2 separate regions of the Sus scrofa genome follow, and region 2 is linked to region 1. The links are chromatin contacts, called in public HiChIP or PLAC-seq maps. All regions are on one chromosome and are shown on one strand. Each heading gives the region's core, a stretch centred on a gene start, on an enhancer-like site or on the middle of the called end of the contact. The rest is flanking DNA. Distances are from core to core; before and after follow the strand shown. Region 1 overlaps THSD7B (thrombospondin type-1 domain-containing protein 7B). Region 2 has its middle 16 kb from the start of CXCR4.

What was found. HiChIP or PLAC-seq counts read pairs in DNA pulled down with a chosen protein or histone mark.
Region 2: an H3K27ac HiChIP or PLAC-seq map of alveolar macrophages shows a contact between it and region 1. The contact joins two enhancer-like sites. A contact is called at or near these places in 2 of 5 promoter capture datasets (fetal skeletal muscle and liver), 1 of 47 Hi-C or Micro-C datasets (blood) and 1 of 2 datasets of contacts at active chromatin or transcription factors (alveolar macrophages).

What each region holds. Positions count from the first base shown.
Region 1 is chr15:15,582,271-15,586,232 of Sscrofa11.1, reverse strand. The region is part of intron 2 of THSD7B (thrombospondin type-1 domain-containing protein 7B); the gene reads left to right. Among named protein-coding and RNA genes, the nearest start is that of THSD7B, 26 kb to the left of the region's middle. Within about 2 kb of position 1,797, at least 1 of the 83 cell types and tissues checked has an H3K27ac peak or open chromatin away from gene starts, as enhancers often do. A contact at or near this core is called in alveolar macrophages, where this site is marked.
Region 2 is chr15:15,645,591-15,649,571 of Sscrofa11.1, reverse strand. No RefSeq gene overlaps it. Among named protein-coding and RNA genes, the nearest start is that of CXCR4, 16 kb to the left of the region's middle. Within about 2 kb of position 2,266, at least 8 of the 83 cell types and tissues checked have an H3K27ac peak or open chromatin away from gene starts, as enhancers often do. A contact at or near this core is called in alveolar macrophages, where this site is marked.

The DNA.
Region 1 (3,962 bases), core at 548-3,047:
GCTGTTTTCCCAGGAGGGTTGGGAGTTGACTAAGGGCTTAGGCAGGTCATCCTGCAGTAGGAATTTAGAGCTTAAGGGAGATGGTGCAGGAGCTGCTCCCATCCCTTTATGTGTTGTAGATGAGAATCATGGGGTCTAAATGGCTAAATGGCTTGTTCATGTGCTTCAACTCCTAGCCAGATTAGGCTCAGGATGCAGCGTTCCTGGCTCTAGGTCTGGGCACTGTCCACCCCGCCTCACTGACTTTTTGGTGGACAGGAGCTCAGCTGGTCATGGCTCCTTTGAGTCTAGATTAGAGCCTTGGCCACCATCCTGCTCTGAAACATAATCCTGCCAAACTTGAGTTGCCCTGCTATTTACACAGTGAAGACAGTGTCAGGCAACTAGCTCACCTTGAAGGAGAATCAAACATGGAAAAAGACACTATGCTTGGAATCAGTGTTGGGCTCACTGCAGGAAAGGCGCCAAATAACGTGGAACACTATCAGTGTTACTAGCAGTATGGAGGTTAAGCATGTGGCCTCTGGGCAGGTCACATAACCTCTTTGTGCCTCAGTTTCTTCATTGGTAAAATGGTACTACCGTTATTGGGTATCTAACATACTGGGCTCTTGAACGAACACACACACACACACACACACACACACACACACACACACTTATAGTCCTTATGATAGTGCCTAGTAAATAAAAGCACATTAGAACACTTACTGGTAATTATGTAAGAGTATCATTACTTAACATGGGGCACTGGTCCTGTATTGCCACATGTACCCAAGCCTTATCTCCCTATCAAGGTTGCAAGGCCCTTGAGGTCAGGGACTGTCCTCTCTATATAGGAAATTAGAGAGACAGGAACTGGGTTGGCTATTATCATGTGAGATGTAATATGTCTTTCCAAATGGTTTTGGTTGCAGTAGCTATGTTCAACAACAACAATTGGGCAGCTATGCAGTAGCTCGCTTGATGTCTCCAGTGTCCTTAAGAATGAGGTATTATAACTGCTCCTGTACGGGTGCTGTTGAGGCCCCACATCACGTCCCCTCAGCGTGGGCCATCAGTCTCTCTCAGGAAGACTTCCTGCTTGGAGTGCTTACTGAATCTCCCAGCTTTCTTCCTTTTATTTCCTTAAAATATGATTTTCCCACAGTTCTGTGGGGTCAAGTTGGGGTGGGGAGGGAGGTGGTGGTGGCAGAGGAGACAGGGCATTGTATCCCTGTTCTAGACACCTCAATCCCTGGTGCTGAACAAGGGTGAGATCTGGTCTGGAGGATTTGGGGGGGTGGGAATATGATGGGGCTTTAACTCCAGACTGGGTTGGCTTTCTCCCAAAATATAAGTTCTGAAACACTGGAGTTCCCGTCTTGGCTCAGCAGTAACAAACCCAACTAGTATCCATGAGGATGTGGTTTCAATCCCTGACCTCGCTCTGTGGGTTGGGGATCCAGAGTTGCCATGAGCTGCGGTGTAGCTCTCAAATGTAGCTCAGATCTCCTGTTGCTATGGCTGTGGCATAGGCTGGCAGCTGCAGCACTGATTAGAACCCTAGCCTGGGAACTTCCATATGCTGCAGGTGTGGCCCTAAAAAGCAAAAACAAACAAACAAACGAAAAACTGAAACACAGTTTACAACCTCTAGGATTAATTCTTCTCAAAAGCCCCCATCTGGTCAACAGGAGAAGTTCGTATTCTTCCTATCAACAAAACCTTAACCCTATTTGTAGTGGACTAATAACCCTCATAATAGCCCTGGCCTTATTATACCAAGAGGGCATCTGCCTCCTCCCTGCCAGGGTTATGATTCAGAGCTTCCTAACATTGACTCTCTGAGATAGACAGCTCTCTCAAATCACTTCTCCCTGATCCATAGTTTCTCATTTTTTCTGTTCCTCCCAACACATCCTTCTGTTGTACTGTACATCTCAGCCAGGCAGGCATTAGGTTATTTAAGCCAGTGCCTTTTCCACGGACCTGTGAGCATCTGTACTACTGTGTCTTAATTCTTATTCTTCCAAATGCCTGAACAGTCAGTTCATCTAGTTATAGAGAGAACAGTCAGTTATATACAAAGATAGTAAGGATAAAACCCAGATCCCCTTTCTCCTGGAACTTGGAGTCTTTCTCAAGCAGAAACTTACAAAATGTTTGTTGAATTGAATTAGTCATTCAAAGAATGGTACACATTTAAATACAGAGGGGTTCTTGGAGTTGTTTTTCTCCCAGTCTTCAAAATCAGGCAGCTCAGCTCTACCACTTAAATTCACTAAGTAAATTTAGGCAAATCAATTCACTTCTCTGACCTCAGTTTCCACACCTAGAAAATGAAGCTAATAATAATAATGTCAGTGTGTTGAGAACTTACTGTGTGTCAGGTGCTGTTCTACGAACTATACATTATTAACTCATTTAAGTTCTTATCATAGAGTTCTCACAAAGGCATAAGTGAATTCATATATGGAAAATACTTAGCATTTGGCGTATGGCAAACCGGTATATGTTAGCAATTGTTCTTATAATTGGTTCTCAATTCTTGCCCAAAATTAATGTTTGGATTTGAGATCTGTTTATAGTATCTACTTTTTCTTCTTTCTTCTCCCCCCTTCCTCCTCCTCCTCTTCTCCTTCTTTTAAATTCAGAGCAGAATTTGACCATTCTCTAGGCTTTGAGTACCTCTGCCCATCACTATATTTCAGATGCCCATATCCATTCCTCTGGACTACTTGCTTCAAATTGTGCTCATAATTTTCATCCCACTCCTTCTCTGAAACTAGTTTCTTCTCTTGGTGCTGGAGACACAAAAGGAGTGAATATTCCAGGATTTTTTAATGCTTTCGAAATTTTAAAGTTATTTACACAGCTTCACTGATAGTATCTTTTCTTTTCATGCCACCGCCAAAACAAACTAGCAAACAAACCTCAGAGTTGTTAAGAGTTGGATAGGAGATGGCCATTGTTGTAGTACATTATAAAGTGTTTTCTAGTTTACAGTGCTTTTGGGCCTGCACTTTCTTGATCCTCCCCACAATTCCAGGTGGGCCTCATTGGAATCCTTGGGGTACAATTGGCCAGTAAGTTTCAAAGTGGGTTTTGAAGGATAGGACAACTGCCTTATACAGTCATCTGGCGCATTCTTGGTTTAGACCGTGTGCAAGCTTAAACATGGCTGCTGTGAATAGGGAAGGTGGACTGTGTCCTGATTCCTGAGGAAGGGATGACATCCCACATGGAGCGTCCCCAGGTCAATGAATGCTTGTTCAGTGAATACATGAATAAATAGAAAGGACTTAACATTTCATGATTCGCATGACCACAGCCCAAATTACTCAAATTTTGAAAGTTTAAACCTGTTTTGTTCTCAATGATTTGTCCACTGTAGAGATAAGCAATTGTACACATGGGAACTCTTGTGACCCTCTTCAGGATCTTGAGGTGTCTGTGTTAGGGCAGGAAGAGATGGTTTTAGGAGAAGGGAGCTTTGGATAGGGTCTTTGAAAATCCAGATGTCCTTGTCAAACTGTACTTACGAAGGACTCACCAAGAAGGAGTTCCTGTCTATGAGGTGGTAGAATGGAGAAAACTGAAGAAGTTAAATGAAGCCACAAAGCCAAGAATCTCCACAGGGGATGCACCACCTGGTTGTTCACTTTGGAGATCTGTCGTCACATACTGTTTCAGATTTGATCTAGTTTCCTGGGCATCATCCAAATGGCTCTTACGTTCTTTTGGAGGAGGGACGGTGGAGGGGAAAGGAAGGTTCTGGGACCCTTTTGAAATTCTGATGACAGTTGTGTACTTGCTCTAGAAGATGCACATACACACATTCACACAACTTTGCTCCTCAAAGCAGAGGGCTTGGTTAAATCTCCTGTCTCTCACCACACTTCCCAGAAAAAGGAATTAATTGTCCTTGGTTATAAGTATTCCTAATGTGCCCCATTGTTCCCAGCTTTGTCCTCTTTCTG
Region 2 (3,981 bases), core at 1,017-3,516, 63 kb before region 1:
TTCAGATCCATTTTCTCTTTCCTTCTTGACCTAAAATTGTCCTTCGGGTTTGCATTTGTGGCTACTTTCAAATATGGCTGTTCCACAACTGGATTATGTGGAGGCTCTTTGCTGTTGAGGAGCAAGTGAGTGCAGGGTATATGGGCCATTGGGCTTTGACTCTGACAGGGCAGCACATACTGATTCCCAATCTTTGGGCAATGGACTTCCAGGGATGTTACTCTAAAGGGTCCAAATATTCCCAAGTCCCAAATTTTACTTCCGACCAAATAAATAATATGCTGCAACCTTTCAAATGCATGTGGATGGTGTTGTCTTGAATAAAATGCCAAATTTATTTGAAAATGTCTTGAATTCATAGTTCTGTTTGGTTTGGGGTTTTGTGTGTATGGTTTAAGCATGTTCTTCACCATCAGACACTAATGATATGATCAGCTTTTGTCTGGTGGTTCGTGAAACTTTGTGGTTATTAAAAGTGATCTTCTCGTTTGGCAGAGAAAAAGCAGTCTGGAGGGAGCAGAGTTTTGTCTGTGTCTGAAGACTACCCCTGCTTGGGCTGCCAGGGAAAGAGTTTGGGAGATAACCAGAATGGAATGGGATGGAAGGAATATTTCTCTGTATACCAGTGCCACTTGGCTTACAGCAGGGAGCCGATCAAGAACCAACAAAGTAAGAAGGCTATTATTTGGGAGGCAGCTTCTAGTTCCATCCTAGGCAAGAATCCCTAATGGAACCTTATGGAAGGGTGAACATCTGCTTCTGCCCAGGCCCCTACACAATAGGTCCTACTACCAGGTACTAGTTTGACTACCAGGCTAGCTAATTAGTGCTACTACTAATTTGATGACTAGGTAAGTTAATTAGTACTACTAGTACATAAAATTCAGATCCCTGGGCCTCAACCTTGGTGTTTCTGATTTGGTAGGACTGAGGCAGGGCCTTTGGTATTTGCACTTTTAACAAATGCTCTAGGTGACTCTGATGTCAGCCAGAGTTGAGACAGAAAACTGCTATGAAAAAATTACAAATACCTGGTTATAAGGCTTTTTGTTTGTGAAGTGTTCACTAATGCATGAACAGTGTCATGGTGAGGTTCCTGCGGCTTTTATATTTTTGCCCCTTTTCTTACTTCTCACACCCACCCTGGTAGATAGATCCCTATTTTAAAAAACGGATGAATTAGGGCCCAGGGAAGTGAAACCACTGTGCCGGCTGGGGACTGACAGTTGGAGCCCCAGTGTACAAATGAAACCGGGGAACACTGGGTGTGACGAGCTCTTGAGGAGGGGTAAACAGTTATGACCTTGAACTCACAGTTGAGCTTGGCAAACACAAAGCAGGCACAGAGCCCAACGGTAGGAGCCTGATGCTGTTGAAATCAGGAGAGGGGGCATGTTCTTCAGGAAGGTTCTGACACACCCAAATCCTTCATCCATCCAGTCTACCTTAGGCAAAGGGGTGTTATCAGTTGGGTTAAGAGCTTGGGCTCTGGAGCTAATGATGTAGATTCACCAACTGAGGGCTCTGGGCAAATCGATGTTTTAGGGCCTCAGTTTCCTCATCCAAATGATGATAATGTGAAGTAGTGCCCCTCTTGCCACCAGTCCAGCCATCACCATTGATCTTGGTGGCACACCTGTGCTGGTGCTGGGCTGAGGATACCACTCTCTAGAAGCCAAGCAAAGCCCATGTTGAGGATGCAGGGGAAGGAGAAGCACAGGGCATCAGAAGCTCACATCATTCTTTATGCGAAGGAGTTAGGACCAGAGAAACCAGAGGTTTGCGTGCTGTCTCTTGCACTCCATAGCAGGGGGTGATTCCCAGAGGCTGGTGGCGAACAGGAAGATGGGCATTTCTTGTAGCTGCTCCAGCGTGTGAGTGACAAAGTGCTTGCTTCTAATGCAGTAGGTCTCTGCCCCCCACCTCTCCTGCCTGGTCCCAGAGAGTGAACCTCTCATTAGGAGAGATTCTTCTTGTGGTCACATGGATCCGAAAAATCACTGGACTTGGGCTGTTTGAGATGCCACTTGGAAGTTCAAATCTGCTCCCAGATGTACCCCAAGAGAGGGATGGCTCCCCTAGTGAGGCCAGTCACGTGATGTACCCTCATCTGCATGGGGCTTGGCTGCCTTGCGTGCAGTGACGTCTCAGCCCACAAGACTGTTAAGGTCTCCAAACCTATAACCTCCAGGTGACCTTCCCCTGGGGAGTAGCAGAACTATCCTGAGTCTGCTCAGAGGCTCTTCCTTAGTGATGAGTCATACTTTTCTGCCTAGTCTGCTCTAGCTTGGAGTAGATGCCACAAGCAACAGTCAGGGACTGCCTAGCAGCTAGATGTCCATAGGAATACACCTCTTCTCTCTTCCAGTCTCTTGTTTTCCTGGCATTTCCTGCAAGTTAACATCTTGCTAGAATGGTGTGAGTTGACAATGAATGTTGGCTGTGTTTTACACAGCATGGGGGAAGGGCATATTTTATATTCCACTCCCATTGTTTTTTTAGGACTCTTTGTTCCTCCTTCACACACTCTTCCCAGACAAATTATTTTGCTCCTTGATTTCGATAACCCTGTGGATGAGCCATAAGAGAGCAGAAACTGAGCCCTCTCTGCTGTCGATAATTATAGTTCTTCTTCTCGGAACTCCTTTCTTTTTGTAAATGCCTACCAGGTGCCCCCAAGTGAAAGATGATACTCAGTTTGTTTGGTAAATTCATTCAGGTAAAAGGAGTCAGACCCATCAGTTCCCCACAGAGAAGTGGTTTCCTTGGTCCCTGTCACCACATTAAATCCTCACCTCTGGCTCACTGGCTAAAATGAGTCAGTGGTCCTTTCAGAATTCACTTTAACACACTGTTTCAAAGAAATCTGTGATCGAGATTGCGATTCATTTTTTTCTTCACTGCAGCTGACTATTTTGCATTTTCCTAAGGTGAAACTCAGCCTGTCTTTTCAGGTGTCGAGAAGGAGTCAACATGTCAACATTGAGAAGGGGGAAAAAATCCAGCTACCAAAGGGAAACCTGAAAGCTCTTTGCAAGTGTAGGAAGATGCTTCTCAAAATCAGATTCTAAAACTGAATTGAGTGGTTTGCTGTTTGCAGCTTTCTCCTGGTTTGAGTTTTATCTAATTCTCTTTTTTTAAAGGGCATCCCATCGTCCTTCATCATACCCTGCCATCATCCACTTAGCCTCCCTGATGTCCAAGTCCGGCTTCATCTGACATACCAACAGCACTTTCCTGATCCTATTCATCAAAGATGACTACTTCATTCATAGGGAGGCTCCTCACTGACTTCTCACCAGCACTGCTTGTGGTGACATTTCTATGGGGGAGGTATTATCCCCTTATTTCTGGACCCCCTTCTGCTTTGATTCAAATTCTTTTGGAGCCCATCTCCAATCCCACTTGATGACTAAAAGGTTCTCAGTTGACACGGAGCTTCTTTCTTCCCCAAATGTTTACTAAGCACTGGCTCTGATTCAGGCACTAAATGTGGGGATACCCAAGGCTGACCGGGAACCTATCCTCAGAGGTTCTTGGGGACCCAGACAAGTGCACAGGCACTTAAGAGTCCAACCTGCATCAAACCAGGGAAGGCTTCCTGAAAGAGGTGATCTCAAAATGAAGACAAAACCAGTAAGTTAATTGAGTGAAAGGAATAAAGAGGGAGAACATGTCACTTTTCATTGTACTATGCCATTAAGCATCTTCTTGCACCCCGCTTTGCATTTATTTGTATTGTTTCTATGCCTAAGGTGCATGTGTTGTTACCTTCAAGGTTTTATAACTTTTTGAGGGCAAGAGTCTGTGGTACTTTTCCACTTATCCTTCTCAAGGCTTAGCACAGTGCTGACTACTTTGCAAGGAAAGGAAGTAGCATAGATTATGCCTGCTCTGTCCCCACCAAGTTGGGTGCAAGTGGTTGTTTAAGTTACAAGTTACTATATTACTGAAAGGAATCCAAGACAGTTCATCTAGGGC